Regions from separate parts of the Capsicum annuum genome. Here region 2 is linked to region 1. Evidence: chromatin contacts called from public Hi-C data. All regions are on one chromosome and are shown on one strand. The core of a region is the stretch at or near the end of the contact, and the rest is flanking DNA. Distances in the headings are between cores, read along the strand shown.

Evidence for each region. Hi-C and Micro-C count contacts between places; a contact is called where the count stands out from the background.
Region 2: a contact with region 1 is called in a Hi-C map of leaf, with 2.4 times the contacts expected there. The contact joins the promoter of LOC107873196 here to the enhancer-like site in region 1. A contact is called at or near these places in 3 of 5 Hi-C or Micro-C datasets (leaf and placenta).

The regions. Positions count from the first base shown.
Region 1 is chr6:139,774,975-139,780,603 of UCD10Xv1.1, reverse strand. It overlaps LOC107873197 (a long non-coding RNA gene), which reads left to right. Exons shown (of 2, transcript XR_001675168.2): 2 at 1,753-2,293. Among protein-coding and RNA genes, the nearest start is that of LOC107873197, 4.2 kb to the left of the region's middle. Within about 2 kb of position 2,578, at least 3 of the 5 cell types and tissues checked have an H3K27ac peak or open chromatin away from gene starts, as enhancers often do. A contact at or near this core is called in leaf, where this site is marked.
Region 2 is chr6:140,020,761-140,026,389 of UCD10Xv1.1, reverse strand. LOC107873196 (serine/threonine-protein phosphatase PP1 isozyme 2) reads right to left here and starts at 2,288. Exons shown (of 4, transcript XM_016719944.2): 1 at 2,013-2,288. The coding sequence starts at 2,187.

The sequences.
Region 1 (5,629 bases), core at 1,329-3,828:
ACCTCGGGTTTAAAGCCTTTATCTATGCTGCGGAGTTTGTTAATGGGCCATTTGGCGACTCAAAAGTGCATTGATGAAGGAATAATTTTGCCATTGCTTCATGCTTTAGAGGGTGTCTTATGTGAAAATGAGGTTGGAGCTGAAAACTTGTAGATACATTGTCTGATAAGGAGGGACAATGTGATAGGTTCTTAGGTCAGAACCCGGAAAACTTTTATGGTGAGCAGGAGTTCAGAAATAAGATTCAGGTGTTTGGTTCCTGCCATATGTAAAAAGCAGGTCTACCATTTTTCTTTAATACTAAATGTTAATTATGTACTATAGTAATAGCCATTATTTTCTATATACTCAGTTACCCATGAGTTAGCTTTTATTAAAAAAGCTTATATATCATATAATCACCTTGATTTTGTATCTATTATGTCTAACAAAATGAATAAGATAAAACAGAAGGTAAAAATTACAAAGATAAATAGAAAGTAAGTAAAAAAGAAGACAGTAAAACAAAATGAAGTGAGGTTTATTGGAAAATGACACACAGAGCATAAGGAAAAAGTAGCAGCCAAACAATATTGTAGGTGTTTGTGTAACTGTATTTTGGACTAAAGAGAGGGGTTCTAGAGATGAAGAAATGGCAGCTGGAGGAACACCAAGGAAACTAAGTACGCCCGCTCGGAGTTTTTTTCCAGTACCTCTTGCTTTCCAAAAAAGAAATCTATAAAGTCTTCGATAGGATTGGCTGCATCTTCCCTCAAGTCATGATTTCATGGTGGAATCTCTTGAAAGAGAAAAACATGAATGTCTTCTCTCCCTGATTTGTAGTTCTCAGTGGGAAGCCTAGAGGGACAGGTGGGAAGAGAGAAGGGGGGATATGGAGTTAAACCAGGTATAAGTGGAGGATAAGCGATAAGGGGAGTCATCCTATTGGATTGAAAATCTTGATTGAGCTGCAGCTTCTGATTGAGGGTAGTGTTGAGGCACTTATACAAGAAATTAATTTAGGAGCTGAGCTTAAAGAGCTGAAATGGCTACTCAAGGATCTTAAATCTGAGAATTTAGCTAGAGAAGAAGAGAGTCAAGAAAGAAGTATTATTCATGAATGATAATGTATACGAGTGTAACATGAATTAATATTGAACTTATGGTAAAAGTGAAATCCAAATCTAAGAATATGTATTATACAATTTGAAGATTATACAAAATGGAGGGTGCACTTGTTCAATTGAATCACTTAAGATCTTAATGAAAAAAAGTAAAATAACTTCTTATAGACTTAGAAAATACAAATACAAAAGTAGAAACAATAATTGGACTACAGAATGTGACTGTACTATAAGGTCTTAATTGAATTGACCAAGCAAACTCGAATTGATGTAACATAAAAATGGGTCATTCTTTTTTGTATAATTATTTAGCAAATAATTATATCTTTATTTCTCTTGCAACTTATTAATTTATAATTTAGATCAAGGTCTAAAGTTTTATTTTTGAACAAACTGGAAATTTTAGGATAGAATATTAGTAGAGAGAAATGAGTAAAATTGGATAACTGTCACTACAGTGCTAACTAACTAACTCTGGGATTGTTCTAACTAACTTTGGGACACATGAACAGTGCTAACTATAATTATTTTTTGAAATTAACTTGCAATCCATGCCGCTAATTCGATTATGTCATAAATTCTTTCCTTGACCTTCTAATCTCTTCTCAATTGCATAAACTTCCATCAAAGTGTTTGCTTGTGTCTTTAGGAACAGGTGATACTAGAAGTCCTGGAAGTTCTGGCAAAGGAGGTAGCCTTGGGAGAGGTGGAATCAAAACACCTAGTGGATCTTGAATTGGTGGGTAAAATGTAGGTTGGGATTTGAAATTGCAGACTTTTGAAGATATGTTGATTTCTTTTTAGTACTTTGGATGCTTGGCTTTTGGCTGCAAAGATTTTGCTAATTGAGAGGTTTGAAAGTAAAGATACCAGCAGAGAATATGTGTCCTTTTTTCTCTTGACTTGAGATGAAGAGAAGGTTAAGTTGATGTCGACGCAATAGCACAACACGGCTCGCTGCTCTTAATCAGTTTCACAAAACATGCCTTGATTTTCTTGACATGTTTTGCTTATATATATGTATGAGAATATTAATATTTATTGTCATATCATATTTATTGGGCCCGTGAACGCACGGACATCCATCGTCTAGTATGCTAATGTTTATTAGTCACCAAGAGTGTGAATAAAAGATGTTACCATTAAAAATATTTTTCTGAAAAATAAATGAATGCTTACTTATTTTCTTATGTTTGCTTGGTGAATAAAAGATATTTTTTAAAAATATGTTCTAATATTTGATTGGTGAATGAAAAATATTTTTTAGAAATAATTGTGATTATAGAGAAAGAGACATGGATTTAGTTACCTTAAATACAAGGACGCGTTCTTTATAATTGCTAGGCATAAAAAAACCACTGTTTTTCAGTCAAATAAAATTTTAGTATTTTCCCCCTAAAATGTTATACTAGTCAATTAAGTGGATATATAGTATTGTGGTAATGACTGTTCCACTTCTTACTTTTATTTTAATTTAATTAGAAAATCAAATTTTGTAACGTCTACATCAAAAATAATGAAATTACCTTAAGTACAAGTGTCTTTGCCATAACAAGATTACTTCTGAAATGATGCAATCAAGAAATTAAGTGAGCGTTTGATCATGAAAATAAAAAAACACTTCACTTTATTTGAAATTTTTAATTTGAAGTTGAAGTTATGATTGATCATATTTTTTACATTAAATATTTAAAATTTAAATATATTTTTAAAACAAATATAAAATATCATTTAAATAAAATAATTATATGAAAATAAAAAAAAAATTAGACTAGTTGAAATGGTCAAACAAAGATTAAACAAAACTAAAGAAGAAATTAAGTTAAAACTAACTATGTGCATGCCCAGGGGATTGGGGATATAATCGCAGTTTTGTTGGGCGCGGGGTGGGTGCAGTAATGAATCTCAGGCCTCTAGCACCCAGATGTTTTTATTGAGAGTTGTTTGTAGACTCTTTTTTGTCTGGAAAATGACTTATTTGGGTTATTGGTTAAGTCATTTTTCACAAATTATATTTTAGAAATATAAGTTGTCCATGTTAACCCCACACTCTCACTATATGCTTTAATAAAGACAAAATAATAAACAAATATCTTGTAGGATGCACTGAAGATACAGAAGATTAAACGAGATTCAAGAATCGATTCAAGATATCCAAGAATATCTTGCAAAAGGAAGAAAGCATCCAATAGCAAGATGATCGATGCTAAACTTGGGAACAGTATCAATCATGGAACCTACTGGCTCCCTGAATCAATCACCACAGTAGCAAAAAGAAAGAAGACTGCATCTCTTATATGGATATATCTGATATGAACGTGTATGGATGTGATAAGAATATTATCATATATGGATATATCAAATATGGACATACTATATAGTATCATCCCTCAATCAAGGAACCAATTCAAATCCATGATTGAGACGAAATCTCTTGGGTTTCCTTATGAAGAAAAGAAGTTGGAGCAGCTGAAGAGTATAAAAGAAAAGGACTGAGGATCGAAGCACTCATGCAAGTGCAAGAAAATACCTTAGTGTGTCTTAATCTTAGTCTCCATAAAACTTTGTACTTCTTAAAGTTCACAATAGTTACATAAGAGCAAGATCGGGTCAACTTTCTATTGAGGCTATGTCACAATATCTGAAAACCAAAATAGGTTTTAGAACTTATTTACTATTCATGTACTTGACTCCACTTTGAAAAGATCTAAGGAAACTTTGAAACCCAAGGGGACTGAAAGTAGGCACCACATTGATGTTCCGAACTAGGATAAATCTTTGCATTCTTATTTTCAATTATTTATCTTCTTGCTTATTTGCTTAAATCTAATCTTCTTTGTTAAGAATACTAATTTATAGGTGAGTCGACTGTGAGTACTTGTCATTCAACTCAAAGGAATTTCTTAATTCACCCCTCTCTTGAATTTCAATTAGTATCAGAGCAGGTCTCACCAATAGTATTTCTTAACCGCACGTGAGTAATGATGAAATGGTGAATTACCAAATTTCAGGTGCTTTTCTTCAAGACAGTCACTCCTCCACAAGGCCACCATACTTTAATGGACAACACCACTCCTACTGGAAGAATAGATTCAGCATCTACGTCCAATCTAATGACTTCCAAGGATGAGTTGTCATTAAGAAAGGACCTAAACCAATTCCAAGACTAGGACCTAAACTAATTCCAGGACTAAAGGAAAATAAGAAGGACAAGGAATCAAGTAATACTGATGTAGAGGACCTTGAAAACTTTGAAGTCACCAAAGAACAACAAGAGGTAATTCAAACTAATGCACGAGCTATTAGTTTACTCCTTTGTGCAGTAAGCGGAGAAGAATACGATAAGATATCAACTTGTGAAACCACAAAAGAGATGTGGGACAAACTGAAAGTAACCTATAAAGGAACCACTAAAGACAAAAATTCAAAGATCGTTGTTCTGGTCAATGAATACCAGCTTTTCAAAATGGAAGAAAATGAAAATATGGAATTAATGTTTGCCAGATTCAGCAAAATTATATGTGACCTGAAATCACTAGGGATAATTTATCCACACATCTTAAAAGTCTAGAATCTTGTCAGAAGCCTCCCTAAAGTGTGGGAAATCAAAGTTACCATCTTAGAAGACAGAGACCTCCATAATATAACATATGCTGAACTACGAGGTAATCTTATTACCGATGAATAAAATTATATCAATAGGTACAACAAGGAGGAAAAGAAGAAACCAGTAGCCTTCAATACTGTACCAACTGAAGAAGAAGATCTCCTAGAAGAAGCCAATAGTGAAGGAATGACTCTCATAAACCGCGGAGTAAGGCAGATCTTAAAACAGAGACAACAGAGACCTCAAGAATTCAAAAGCAATGAATCAACAAGGAATAATGATTGTTGTTATTACTGTGGAAGGACAGGTCACTTTAAACAAAATTGTTCAGAATTAAAAAATAGATCATCCAGAAAAAACAAAAACTTTGGGGCTTGGTGTGATGAAGACGAAACTGAGGATAAGACAGAAGCAGCCAATATGTGCTTCATGGCAAAAGGTGAATCAAGTGAGGTAAGACCATCTAACTATCATATTTGTAATATTCTTGAATCAAATTTAGATATGATAATCGATAAGATTCAAAAAGTTATTGGTGAATATAATAAACTTACTCGAGAGAAGAAAAACTAGGATGCTTGGCTTAAACGAAAACTTGAAGAGGAACGAAAAAACTGTCAAGTTGAAATTAAAGCATGTCAAATCAAAATTGACTTACTTCAAGAAGAGCTTGATGATGTAAAAATATAATTGAATAGCATTAGAAAATCACCAAGCCACAGTTTCATAAGATCAAACTCTTTTAAAACAAACTAAAGTTCCTCATCAAGATCATTTAAATCAGCCCAAACCTTTTTCTCTTTTTAAGGACCTATATGCTATACCTATGGATAGAAAGTACTCAAATTACACAACTGTAGGAAATTTTCTAAAGGTGTGTGGGTTTGGAGGCCTAAAGAAAGTACATCTAACCACCAAG
Region 2 (5,629 bases), core at 1,039-3,538, 250 kb before region 1:
CCAAACCCCACTTGTGGGACTATATTGGGTATGTTGTTGTTGTATTCATTGCATGAACACACAATTTATAAGCAAAGACTAAGTGGTCATGAAGAGCATAGACGACAACTCTGTGATCTAGCGCTGCCTTCATGAAATTCATCTATCATCCTTGTATTTAGTAAATATTATGGAATCCATACACAACTTTTTACGTCCAAAATAGATTCCAGACACTAAGGTGTTCATCGTCAAATATGTTAAATACCATAATGGAGGACAGGACATGATGAAGGCACTTAACTTACAGTTCACCTAATATTATTCATCTATCTCAGAAAAAATTTCACCCAATACTATTCATCTACTCGGAAAAAGATTCACCTAATACTTATACATCTGACAGAAATGTAAGGTAAGGCTGCGTACAATACACCCTTGTGGTGGGGCCCTTCCCCGGACACCGCGCATAGCGGAAGCTTTAGTGCACCGGCCCGCCCCTTTTTCTTTTTTACTTATTCATCTATACAGAAACAATTCACATAATACTAAAAATAACCTTTAGTACATTTCTGCACAAATCTCTCTGGTTTTTTGGGTAGGGGATGGGCAGGAGAGCGTCCCATGAGGTAGCCAAGGAATTTGGAAAAAGAAAGCTGCTAATGCAAATAGCTAACTTTATTTTCTGCAAAGCTGCCTAACATCAATTTTAAATCAAATCATAGGTATCAAATAAGAGACCCTTCAGGAGAGCAAATACCCAACTCTGTAGATTCAGTTTGAAAAGATAAAAGAATATAGTCGAGGACCGCAAAAGATACCATCCTACTTCTAAATTAAATTTGAGGAGAGGAAATAGGTGTGGACAAAGAGAAGCATAAAAGAATGAGAAATAGGGATTATTTTACTAGTTCCATTAGTACACAAAAGAGAGAAATAGTAAGGCAAGTAATTCAAAATATTCCCCTTCCAAGTCGTGTCTCGTCCCTTGGACCAGAGATAACGTTAATGAGAGACCATTACACCAGCATAGGTTGATATAGAGGATATAGGGCTATTAAAGAGAAGAATAATTGATTATACAGAGGGAAGAGAAGAGAACCATGTATGAGTACGAGATCATCAGCAAAGCTTATAAAGATCTGCCAGAAGTTGTTAACTAGCAACACACTATAAACTGTGCTAGTACAAATTCAGAATATAGAACAAAAAAATTAAACAACTTAAAAGGAAGAGTTACTACCTCAATTTCAATTTGTTTGACCTACTTAACTTTTTAGTCCGTTTAAAAAAAGAATGACCCTTTTCCTGTTTAGCAACGGCTTAATTTCAATTTTCCATGAGGCACATTTAAACCACGACTAAAGGATATTTTAGTACATTTGACATATCTTTAGTTTAAGACCACAAAATTTAGAAGTATTCTTTATTTTTAAAACTCCGTGCCAAGTTAGGTCAACTAATTGAAATGAAGGAAGTATTATTTACATATAAGGGTTTAATCCTAATATCATCACCCTAAACACTAGACTTGAGCCCAACTATAGTGGGTGTTTGGGAATAGAAAAAAATTCTAAAACAAGCCAATTCCCACTTACCTGTACTCTTGTTGGTAGCTGAAACTACTGGTGGCCTCATTAATTTGAATGCAAAAACTTTATCCAGACTATGTAGCTGATAACAGCCTTCAAACTAATTATAAACGAAATCATCAAATCAAGATGTATGGAGATTTTTAGTCAAACCAGACATACAAGAATTGGGAAAATCATAAAACCGGTTAGTCATCAGCACTAATTAAATTCAAAGAAGAAGTAACCCTAGCAAAGACAAACTCAGCACTTATCCACTACAACTAAATTTCACATAAAACTCCAGCATCAACAATCAAGAAACCCAATTCTACTCAAACCCAGATGAAATTTAAAACTAAAATTGTAAATATTAACTACACAACTTAAATGAAAAAAAAAACAGCTAGAATTAAGGCTTAAAAATTGAAAAAAAAAAAAATCTAAAAGAGCTGGTCGTACCACAGATCTTGATGGGTGCGTCGAGCTCAAGAAGATTAGGCTGCTGCAAGAAAATCTCTTTAGACTTGAGACAGAGCTGTCTGATTTCAGCCTCGGAAAGTTGAACTTGTTTACCAGGTCTACCACGTACTTCAAGCAACCGATTGATTATATCATCAAGTGCCAAAATATCCATGTTCCTAAACTTGGCATACAACCAACAAACAAACAAAAAAGAAAAGGGGGAAAAACTTGAAGATTGATAAACAAGTAGAAGGAGAAGGAGAATAAAGGTGTAGTGGACAAGTGGACTAGTAGTCTACCATAGAGAAAGAACTTCTTTTTACTATCTTTTGGTTGTTTTTGAAAATGGATTTTTGTGTGCGCGACATTCGTGTCTATCGTTGGCTTGTGGAAAGGGGGAGACCGCGAGAGAAAGAGGGAGATAATAATAGGGGTAGGGCAAACCTCTCTACAAAAATTAATTGTTCCCACGCGGTGTTGTTATCAATCAAACGAATACAACACACGATATTTTTCAACCAAATTCTTTTTGTTTCTTTCATTTTCTTAAATAAGATTTATAACTTAATTATTATTGCGATTAAGTAGGCACTTGGATAAGCCATTTGGAATCACGACTTCAAATTAGAGGTTGGACAAGTAGGTTCCGTACATCTAAATTATTTTTATATAAGTTTAATTGCCTACTTGAGCACAAACAAATTGGAGTTGAAATCAAGTTAAAGAGTATGTTTATTAGTTATGCTGATTAAGAATATCACACAAGAGTATATTCACAAAAAGATCAAGACATCAAATATCTTAAAGTCGAATTGATCAACTAACCGTTCTTCCTCAAGATCAATTCGAAATATCGAAGTGGTGTCCGACATTCTTGTCAATTAAATTGTCACAATCCAAAAATTCACAGTCATAATAACACCTACACTATCCCATCGCTAATTAAACCAATCTTCCACCCCAGTTAAATATCAAAATAATTAAGCATAAATAATAATATAATCGGAAGTAATTTTCTAAATCCAAGTTGTCATAGATAGAACAAAAGTGCGGAAGTAATAAATAAAACCCAAAACCTAGTGTCACCAGAATAAGACCATTTAAAATTGAATACAACCATTTCAATAGCGATAAATCAGTCTGAAATAGTAAAGACATGATAAGTAACGATAAAGGGAGCCTGAAAACACTCTAAATGTCAACTAGCTCATTAAAGCTTCCGAAGAGGTATCACATAAGACATAGTACCAACTAGATGTGCTAGAACTGGGATATGTTGGTGAAAACTACAATTACAATTAAAAAATAAAATGAAGAAGACAAATTATTTTCACAAGTCCAGTAGTAATATTCTTTACTTGTCCCCTTCAGGATCAATAACCTAAGAACACTTTATAACTCAATAACTCTGGACAAAAGTTAAATCTAAAGATCCTCAAAAAGAACAACTCTCTTCAACTAAATAAACTCTATTTTTTACTAACTTTTATGCATTCTATTTTTTCTTGTTTTACTCAATATAAAGCAAGATCATGTTATTTTTAAGTAAGAATGATACATGTATTGGTTGCAGTAAAAAGCAAGAAGGATAAAAAGATCAAGAGGATTGAGTTTGAGCTGAGGCTGAAGTGAAGTAGACTATTTTACTGTTACATTGCTCTACTGTTGATTAGTTTGTTATTACTGTAGCTGTTGGTTACTGTCACTGTAGAAAATTTCAATTGTTAATTAGTTAGTTAGAGGTAGTTATTGGGGTTACTTTGTCTATAAATACTACCAGTTGTACTTTCAGAATTCAGTGATTGATAATACAAAATTTTTCTCTCCTTAAATCTCTCTTCTTCTCTAATTAGTTGAGTTCTTGGAATTTTCATCCCTGATCAGCCATAGTTATTCATCCTTAAGCTGTAGTATCCATTTACATGCATCAATTGGTATCAAAGCCACTCGAGCCTTGGCATGATGGTTACCAGAAACAAGGGTCAAGATAAGAGTGTTGAAGAAGTAGATGATAGGTGGGGTCAAATCCAAATCCAAGAACAATTAAAACAGTTGATGGAAGGCATGACTGCCATGAACGACAAGCTGAAAAGGAATTGAATAACTTGAAAGCAGCAATACATCAAATAAGTGGTGGGGAAAAGGAGAAAGAACAAGCAAGAGTTGAATCCTCTAAAGTAGGATTCAGCAAGAGACCAGGCAATAGGATCATCACACCAATTCTGGTAACTTTCTTACTAGGCGTTCTAAAGTAGAATTTCCTAAATTTTTGGGATATGACCTTCGTACTTGCTTTTATAAAGTAGATCAGTTATGAGATCAAGAAGTTCTAGGGTAGAACCTTCTTGGACTGAATATGTACTAGCCTTAAATGAGAGATTTGGAGATGACTTTGAAGATCCTATGAAGGAATTGAAAAAGTTAACTCAAACTGGTAGTGTGAAAGAATATCAGGCTGAGTTTGACAGATTATTAACTGCTGTGAATTTATTTGATGAGAATGCTATTAGTTGTTATCTAGGGGGTTACAACTTGAATTAAATAAAGCTGTTAGGATTCAGGCACCAAGGACACTGATGCAGGCCTATAAGATCACTAGACTGCAAGAAATTGTATTTGAAGCACAGGCTCAAACATGGGGGTTTAAGGTGCAAGAAAGGTATAATCAGGGCCCTATTTTGCCTACTTTTAGTCACACTAAAACTCCAATTATTCAAAAATAAATGACAGCCAATCCTTCTTACAAGAGACCAGTGGAGTCAAGTAGTAACAGACCTCCATATAAAGTTAATACTAATGGCAATGGAAGAAGATTGACCGCAGTAGAAATGGATGAGAAGAGGTCTAAAGGACTGTGTTTTTTTGTGATGATAAATATGTCTTTGGTCATAAGTGTAACACCAAGAGACAAATTTTTAAGGTAGATGTGGTAGAGGATGTCTCAGATGTAGAAGATGCAGAAAAATTTTCAACTCATGAAGATAAAATTGAACTAGATGAATTGATGACTATATCCTTGTAAGCATTTACTGGTGTGACAGGTTATCAAACCTTAAGGGTAACATGATATCATAAAAAAAAATTGCAGGTCTTGATTGACATTGGTAGCACACACAATTTTATTGATCAAGAGGTTGCCGAGAATTTAGGTTGTAGAACTACTTCTATAATGACACAATCAATCAGTGTTGCTGATGGAAGAAAGGTACAAAATAACTTTAGTATGCAAGAATTCGCAGTGGCTGTTGCAGGGAACCACCTTTGTCTCAGATTTTTTTTTGTTACCACTAAGTAATGTAGACATTGTCCTAGGGGTACAATGGTTGAGTAATCTTTGCAGAATACTATTTGATTTACAGAATAGAACTATGAAGTTCAGATACAAGGCCAAAAGACATGTACTGAAAGGGGCAAGCACTACATTAAAGGCTGCTAGTGTCAAATCCTTGAACAAGATTGATGTTGTTAAATCTCAGATCTATATGATGACTTTCCTAGCAGGATCAGAACACAACTTATAGTTTTATAACGTTCAAGAGACTCAAGGTAACTCTGTCAATCCTGAATTATCTTCCCTACTAGAAGAATATGCTAACATTTTTTAGGCTCCTACA